Linked DNA regions of Hordeum vulgare: all the other regions are linked to region 3. Evidence: chromatin contacts called from public Hi-C data. All regions are on one chromosome and are shown on one strand. The core of a region is the stretch at or near the end of the contact, and the rest is flanking DNA. Distances in the headings are between cores, read along the strand shown. Region 1 holds the start of LOC123427389 (probable metal-nicotianamine transporter YSL9). Region 2 holds the start of LOC123430597 (homeobox-leucine zipper protein HOX22-like). Region 3 holds the start of LOC123430598.

Region 1 (2,700 bases), core at 200-2,699, 250 kb before region 3:
TAATATACTGTGACATTTTCATGCAACCCTCATCATCATGCAAAACAGCAGTGCATTCACCAATTCTTTGCCTGGCAAAAAGAAGTACAACTTCATGCTTTCCTTCACAACCACGTGATCCCTAAGAAAGCCCTTCACCTCCCGCGAGGACAACTTGTCCCTCTCAATCTCTGAGTAGGCCACATCACCCCCCCAACATAGTCCAGAGAGGGTCTAATTCGAACAAACCCGACCCCCTATGTGAACTCTGACATTCAAAATCTTCGATGGGTCCATGGAGTCAACAAAAAGCACCTACATTGCATCGATTTCAAATGATTAAAACACTACATGACCAGATTGGACCACAAACCAACCAATTCAGACACCTAAATTTGCCCTACTCCACCCTCCAAAACCTCTAAACCTAGCTGAGATAAGAGAGAGGAGAGATACGACGAGTGGACACAGTAGAAGAACATTGCATACCTTGCTTTTTACCATCAGAGTTGCCGTCAACCGCCGCCGCGATCATCCGCTACGCCACCATCGCCACCGTGCAGGGAGGAGCGCATACATCACGGGAGAGAAGGAAGAGGAAGGGGCGAACGCGATTCCGGTCTTTCCCGAGCCACGTACGCATCCCCTCGTTTTGATACACACTAAAGGTTAGAAGCATCCGGAATTAGCGACAACAGGACATAGACTTTTGGGATTTGAACATTGGGGGTTCGTTTCCGACGCACACTACCCTCTCAAAACAGACTTCACTCTTCAATTTGATCAACTTCCTTCTTACAAAGCGACTAGGAATATTTCTCGACGAAATACTAACCATGTGTTTGTGTCTTGGGCCACTATAGCTTGATGGGGAAATGCAGAAAGGAGGACCAAGCGAGAACGGAACCGAACCAGAATACTGAAACACAGTCACCAACGCGTCCGCTTGGTCCCCTGGTTGTACTGGACGGCTGGACGCTCCCCGTATCGCCGGCATCTGCCTGCCCAAACCCGTGACCCCCGGCCTGGATTTTGTTCGCCGACGTGTCGGCCGCTCCCTCCGCCGCCGGGGAGAGCAGAGCATCATCTACCAGGTGAACACTGAACAGAAGAGAAGCAGACACCAGGGTAGGACTAGAAACGCACAGGGGTGCATCATGCAGCGAAAAACTTGACACCTGACGTCGCGAGCGCGGAGCACACGCCCGCAGAAGCAGACAAGCCGAGCGCAGTTGGCGTGAACCATGCTGCTCCCGGGGGCCCACGCGCCATAAGACAACAAACGTCGACGCCTTTATATATAACCCCTGCCACTGTCCACTGGTGTAGTCCACCCACCACGTAGGATCCATCGACCCATCGCCGACTCCTACTACCGTCCAGCAGCCGTCGCCGGCCGGGTCCTCCTCCTACGATCACCGAGCAGGTACAGTTCGGATGGGAGCAGGGGAGCACATCATGTCTATCCATCTATTTCCTAGGATAACAACAGCTTAACTCTGCCGTTCTCTGTTCTTTCATCCATCGTCTTGCTTGGGAAAGAAATTAGGCTTTATGTAACTCGTATTGTGCCGTTCTTTGTTCTTTGATACTACATCATGATCATCTTGATTGGGGTTGCTTCCGTTTTCTGGCACCTCTTTTGCTTGGGAGGTCGATCTCGTGCTGTGATTCGACGGGGATCCCTTCCTGTTTCCTGCTGGAAATGTTGTTTCCTTATTGCGTGCCAGGGAAGAACTGCCGATTGGTTATTATTATTATTTCCTAGTTTTGTGTGGTTGCGTGTGTGTTACTATTAACGTACACAAGGGGCGGTGATCGGCCAGTCAGCGCTAACTGCTGCTGAGACCTGCAGAAGAACTGTCAAACAAACTGTTGCCTTCTATTGTCCATCGTTTTCCTTTCTCTTTCCTTGACGTCCTCCCCGGTTAGCATCCTGCTCACCTTCCATTTCCCCTGCTTCACTCTTCTGTTCGTCGTTTTGGTTTGGAGCGGAGACCGCAGGTGACGCAGGATTTTTCGCGCTCATGAATCGCCGATCAAATCCACATGTTTTCCTCCACTGAATCGACCTTTCATGGTGCACGAGAGCTCACTTGCACATGACTTCACTGCTAGTAGCACTGTAATACTCTTGTGCTGGGCTTCTGTTCACCACTAGCTCCTCCTCACGAGCCACGAATCTTTCTTACTCCGTCTGTACTCGAACCTGACGCCGCGGAAATATTTCTTTTTTCCCCCATGAAGCAGGGGACGGCGGAGGAAGCAACCCCGCACCGGGCTCGCGATGGGGCTCCACCAGCGGGACGACGCCGGCGAGAGCAGCGGCGGCGGCGGGGGGAAAGCCGCGCTCTGCGACGAGGGCGCGGAGGCTGAGCCGGGGGTGCCCGCGCACGCGACCGGCCGCGTGCCGCCGTGGACGGAGCAGCTGACGCTGCGCGGCCTGGTGGTGAGCGTGGCCGTCGGCACCATGTACAGCGTCATCGTGATGAAGCTCAACCTCACCACGGGCCTCAACCCCACCCTCAACGTCTCCGCCGCGCTCATCTCCTTCGTCATGCTCCGGGGCTGGACGCAGGCGCTGGCCCGCCTCGGCCTCGTCGTCCGCCCGCTCACCCGCCAGGAGAACACCGTCGTGCAGACCTGCGCCGTCGCCTGCTACAGCATCGGATCCGCCGGTCGGCACCGCGCCCACCAATCTCTCCCCGGTTTCGTCGAGTG
Region 2 (2,700 bases), core at 162-2,661, 140 kb after region 3:
CATTTGAGTTCACAACGCGGGAGCAAGAGCAACAACAAACAGAAGAGCTGATGCAAACTCTACCAATGATATCTAATACTAACTCACAACATTTCTAGCAGCATTCGAATCACTGATCTCATTGGCTTGGTGGTTGCCTCCATCTCCATGGTTCCATCACTTGGGTCACTTCTCTTGATTCGAGTGCTATCTTACACGGACCCACCCGACATTGCCCGTCCCCACTCGCCCCTCCCACATCATGTATACCCAACCAGATGAGAAATGGAGCACAACATGCACGTACGTGAAGCTACAAACAACACAAGCCTACGTGGGTACTACTAGGTACGTATCCACGGCTTCAAGCCACCGCGTTCCACTCGACGGGCGGCCACGGCCACGGCTCCCACAGCTCCGGCGTGGCGCAGAAGGACTCCGGGAAGACCGCCCCGTCGTAGCGGAGGTGGTCGTCGCACTCGGACTCCACCGACACCGAGACGTCCGCCGGCGTGGCGCACGCCGTCCCGACGAGCACGCAGCTCTCGGTGGGCTCCTGCTCGACGTCGCCGTTCCTCTTGTCGTCGTCCAGCTCCCTGCCGCCTCCGTTGCAGCTGCTGCTGCTGGCGGCAGCGATCGTCGCGCCACCGCCACCGCCACCGCTGCCGCCGTCCCTCTCCCTCAGCCTCTCGCTCAGCTCCTGCAACTGCACACGACACAAGCACGAGCACGTACGTGCGTGGTTAGCAGCTGGATCAAGCGTCGGGAGGAAGAAGAGGTTAAGGAGTAGGTGCAGGTACCTGTGCGGCGAGGGCGAGCTTGTCGTGCTTGAGGGACTCGACGCGGGAGTGGAGGGCGTCGTAGCTGGCGCGGAGGGCGGCGAAGTCTTGCTCGAGCTGCTTGGAGCGCCACCGCGCGCGCTTGTTCTGGAACCAGATGGCGACCTGGCGCGGCTGCAGGCCCAGCTCGCGCGCCAGCTCCGCCTTCTCCCGGGGCTCCAGCTTGGCGTGGTGCGCATGGAACATGGACTCCAGCGACCGTATCTGCTCCTCCGTGAACCGCCGCTTCCTCTCCGCCCCCCTCCCACCGCCGCCGCCGCCCCTCCCCACGAAGCACACCTGCTCCTCCATCTCCATGTCCATCATCGGCGCGCACATCTGCTGCTGCTGCTGCTGCTGCTGCTGCGCCGCCGGCAGCGACGCGGGCGGAGGCATCAGGAACTGCTGCTGCTGCTGGTGGTGGTGGTGATGGTAATCCATGTCGACGGACCCAGTGGGCCACTGCTCTGCTCCGACCGGTCGCTCCTCTCCTCTGCTCTGTTGGATCCCCTACGCTACGCTGTTGTCGATGCCCGTTCGTTCCACCTTCCTCTGCGTCTCGGCCCGTTTTATACCGGCGGACGGCGTTACGTGTCCGCGTTGCGCGAGATGCGAACATGTGGTCTCCGCGACGGCGGATAAAAGAAAACCTTCCCCCGGGCCGGGCCCACGCAGCCTGCCACCGAGCAAAAGACGGGCCAAGTGTCGCGAATCCAGCGGCGCCCCCCATGCCTATCCCCCCGCCTCGAGATCAGCACCCGAAACGTGGCACGGCTGACGGGCACGGGTGCAAGAAAATGTTTGTTGCTTCTTCTCTTCTCCTCTCCTCCTCGTGCTCAAGCCTACGAGTTTCAAAATACATAAGTCGACCCGACGGGTTCTTTTCCGTCTCCGTCCATCTCTCGCGCTTCTACGGCGCTAGCTAGAAAGGATTGCTACTACTAGTACTACTCCGATAAGTGTATCGTGGGGCTTGCCGGCCAATGGGTGGAGGAAAGGTGTGCGCCTTGGTGTGCCATGGGGAGACGGGGACGGCCGGGGGGAGGAACAGGTAGGACCAATGGCCGTGCGCGCACCGGGGACCTAGCTCCGTCGGGGGCTGCACGCGTCGCCGTCGCGGCGCCAGGTGTGCGGGGGCTTCCCCCGGAAGGGGCGTCGAGGTGGCGCGCCGCGTTTGTCCCCAACGACCGGGCCGGCCGATGCACACACCACACACCACACAGCACACAGCACACACCACACACCACACACCACACACCACACTAGCTAGCTAGCGCGTCGCGCCGAGCGCGTTGGCGAGTCATGTCGCCTGTTGTCGCCTTGTGCGGTTGCGCGTCCAGTTTACTGTATGCTCGATCGATCGTTTACCAGGGAAGGTCGGAGGGACATCATGCATGGCAACTCGAGATAGTAGGAGTAGATAGATACGGTGATGGGTGAGCACTTGGGGGGTCAGTGCGGGGAGCAGAGGTTATCCTCGACCCATCATTTTCCACCCGGAGACCGGCGATTTGCGGCTCCTCCCACGATCCCAACGTGTTAGAGCAGATCAGGCAAGTTAAAAGCGGTGACCCAGTGCGATTCGACTGCCTTTATTTGTTGATCGCCAGCTGCGTTAACGTTGGTGGAGTTCTTCCAGCTTCGGTAACGGCGGGGGTCATTTCCAGCGGCCGTATCACCAGAGAAAGTTGACAACCCCACCAACACCAGGCGGCGCCAAGCTGCTATGCTATGCACGGGCGGGCAGGGCCGGTTGAGTAGCTGTCCGTGGTGACCACCGGGATTAATCCCGGCGATAACTTACTCGAGTGCGGTGGCGGGGTAGGAGGGAGAGGTGTGCAAGGTACGTAGAGCGAGCAGTTAATAGACCGGCCGGGACCAGGAGGAGGAGGCGCGCGCGCGG
Region 3 (2,700 bases), core at 113-2,612:
AATAAAATTACAATGAGATAGGCGCAATATGAACAGAATGAAGTAACTATGTGATACATAAAAGTATACATAAATCTCTGCAAAATATAATTAGATAGCGACAGAGCATTCTAACCTCAGCATGTGTCAATTTCCACCTGGAACAATTATTTTTAGGATTTGCCACCTCAGAACCCCATCTACCACATTTTCTTAGAAGCGTCGATGTGTAGACACAGTTCTCCACCTTCTCATATGAAGAAATCAACGAAATATCACCGCATGAAACCATCTGCATAAAAGAACAAACATTACAACACATATGAGATTAGCCCACCATTCTGCTCACATAGTTAATACACAAGGAAAACAATGCTTGTACTACAACAATGAATCGGCAAGTTGACAAACCAAAAGGAACGATCATTAGTGTTTAGTCTTTACATAGAAGTTACTTCCATTAGCTTGGCATATAAAGTAGGGAGCTCTTTGCCCCTTGTAAGATTATACTAATATCCAGCCAGCGAAGCTTCTATCCACAGCAATCCAATCTGAGAGAACTAACTTTCAAGATAAGGTCAATGAGCATACACCCATCCAAAAGATTGATGCACCTTTACTACACGGCACATGAGTGGGTTTGCCACAAAATGCGGAATGGCTATACGGCGCACGCATTATACTCCACATATCTTATCTTAGATAAGAAATCGATACACTTAGTATACGCCATACAAAATGCTACAGTACTGAATATACTGCCCCACTAAATGGCGGCTCAATTTCGGCAGGCACGAGACTTCAGAACGGAGCACTTGCTGGAATTGGAAATCTTAGATCAATTTCCATCGCAATTGCGACTGAGAACAGGTAAAATGGATAGGCAATCATAAAACGTACGCCGGTAATCTTGACGAGCTGGCCGTCGGCGGCGACGCGGAGGCTGGAGGCCGGGAGCCCGTCGACGAACCGCCGCAGCACGCGGCCCGACGCCGCGGCCGCGGCATTCCACAGGAGGAACGCGGAGACGGCCGCGGAGAGCACCAGCGCGAGCACGAGCAGCACGGCGCTGCGCACGACGGCGAGGACGAGGACGCCGAGTCCGATCCCCACCGCGAGCAGCGCCGCGACCGCCAGGGACGCCGCCCTCGGGAACGGCGCGGGGACCGGGCCCCCCGCGTCCCCGGCGGTGGCGCAGAGGTCGTTCAGGGCGGCCGCGCTCGCGCCGGCCTCGGCCTCGGCCTCGGCGTCGCTGACGCCGCGCCGCTTGCCGTCCTCCACTCCCGGAAGCATATCTGTCAGCCGCTCGGCTCCAACGCTGTACTGCGGCGACTGTTTTGCTCCCTTTCTTTTGACCTTTCCGTTCCGTCCTCCGCTCTTTCCCCGGTGGTGGGTTTGGCCTGGTTCTGGCGTGCGGTTTAAGGAAGGGAAAAAACCCAGCGCGGCGCGCACCTTTACGATGATAGGTGGGGACACATACGAGTCAGTCCCACCTACCAGTCATCGGTACATGCGGTACATCTGAGACAGGCCATGGAGTGATGATACGGGACTAGAAGATGACGTGTGGACCCGGACATTGCTCGGCCGCCTTGTCAGTGATGGGTGTAGTGCGCTGCAGTGTAGCTACTGCTCTCCGGAGTCTGCTCACTGGACTGAGTGACTGACAGAGCATCGTACACTGCCACAATGCCATGATACAGCCACATTAGCTCGCTGACTCATGGGCCCGTTGGCCCAAAGCCTGGGGTCACCATAGCTAAGAGCAACTACAATGGGTCGATCCATTTCATCTATGATCGTCTGTTTGGAACCACACGAACAAAAGTGATGACCCAACTCGCGGATCCATTGCTAATACGAGTCCGCGTCCATCCATTTCATCAGAAATGGGTCGGTGAGGACGCGAAGCGGACGCGCACCCTCTCGGTGTCCGCATGTGGCCGGCTTGACCCACTTGTCACACAGCCACCCAACCACCTTTATCTGCTTATTTAATTCACTGGTCCACCTCATTCATCTTTCTCCTATTATTATATTGACACGATGTTGCTGCTCACTTGCTTTTTTTAAAAGAATTGTTTACTTGCTTTTCGTTGAGTGCATGTGTTGACCATTTAGAAAAAGGGATACAGACAGACCGACGGACGACACAAACAGACGAAAAACAGACAAAATCATCGTTGGCCTGTTGGAGTTGCCCTGAGGCAGACCTCCTGTTGATTTCTCAAAAATAAATACATCCTTAAACTAATATAAAAGCGTTTAGATCACTAGTTTAGTTATCTAAACATTTTTATATTAGTTTACAGAGATACATTTTATGTTTATCCGTAGCAATCACTCTCGGTTAGTTAATTACCAGTGGTTGATGACATGGGAATGGGGCTAATAAGAAGAATTAAGGAACCGGCACAGCTTTAAGCAGCTTTTCGTGGATTATTTAACTCCGTCTAACTCCAACCGATGGGCTCTTGAAGTCACGGGTCTAGGCTCCTTTGATACAAAGAAATTTTATTGGATTTTTGAAGGATTTGGATCCTTAAGATTTTTTCCTATGATGGTCGTTTGATTCGTAGGATTGAAATCCTTTGGATTTTTTCATAGAATTCATTTGTACTACATTTTAGAGGAAAATTTTCATCCACTCAAACCTTTTTGTAAAATTCTTTTGTTTTTCCTGTGCTATCAAACACACTTTCAAATCATGTAGTGTAGAAA

What was found. A called contact is a pair of places that touch in the nucleus more often than the background predicts.
Region 1: a contact with region 3 is called in a Hi-C map of seedling, with 3 times the contacts expected there. The contact joins the promoter of LOC123427389 here to the promoter of LOC123430598 in region 3. A contact is called at or near these places in 1 of 6 Hi-C or Micro-C datasets (seedling) and 1 of 1 datasets of contacts at active chromatin or transcription factors (embryo).
Region 2: a Hi-C map of seedling shows a contact between it and region 3, with 3 times the contacts expected there. The contact joins the promoter of LOC123430597 here to the promoter of LOC123430598 in region 3. A contact is called at or near these places in 1 of 6 Hi-C or Micro-C datasets (seedling) and 1 of 1 datasets of contacts at active chromatin or transcription factors (embryo).

Annotation. Positions count from the first base shown.
Region 1 is chr2H:573,419,430-573,422,129 of MorexV3_pseudomolecules_assembly, reverse strand. LOC123427389 (probable metal-nicotianamine transporter YSL9) reads left to right here and starts at 1,449. Exons shown (of 8, transcript XM_045111418.1): 1 at 1,449-2,104; 2 at 2,227-2,657. The coding sequence starts at 2,082.
Region 2 is chr2H:573,030,011-573,032,710 of MorexV3_pseudomolecules_assembly, reverse strand. LOC123430597 (homeobox-leucine zipper protein HOX22-like) reads right to left here and starts at 1,411. Exons shown (of 2, transcript XM_045114451.1): 1 at 780-1,411; 2 at 1-685. The coding sequence starts at 1,238. The coding sequence ends at 344.
Region 3 is chr2H:573,166,903-573,169,602 of MorexV3_pseudomolecules_assembly, reverse strand. LOC123430598 reads right to left here and starts at 1,362. Exons shown (of 4, transcript XM_045114452.1): 1 at 880-1,362; 2 at 116-271. The coding sequence starts at 1,272.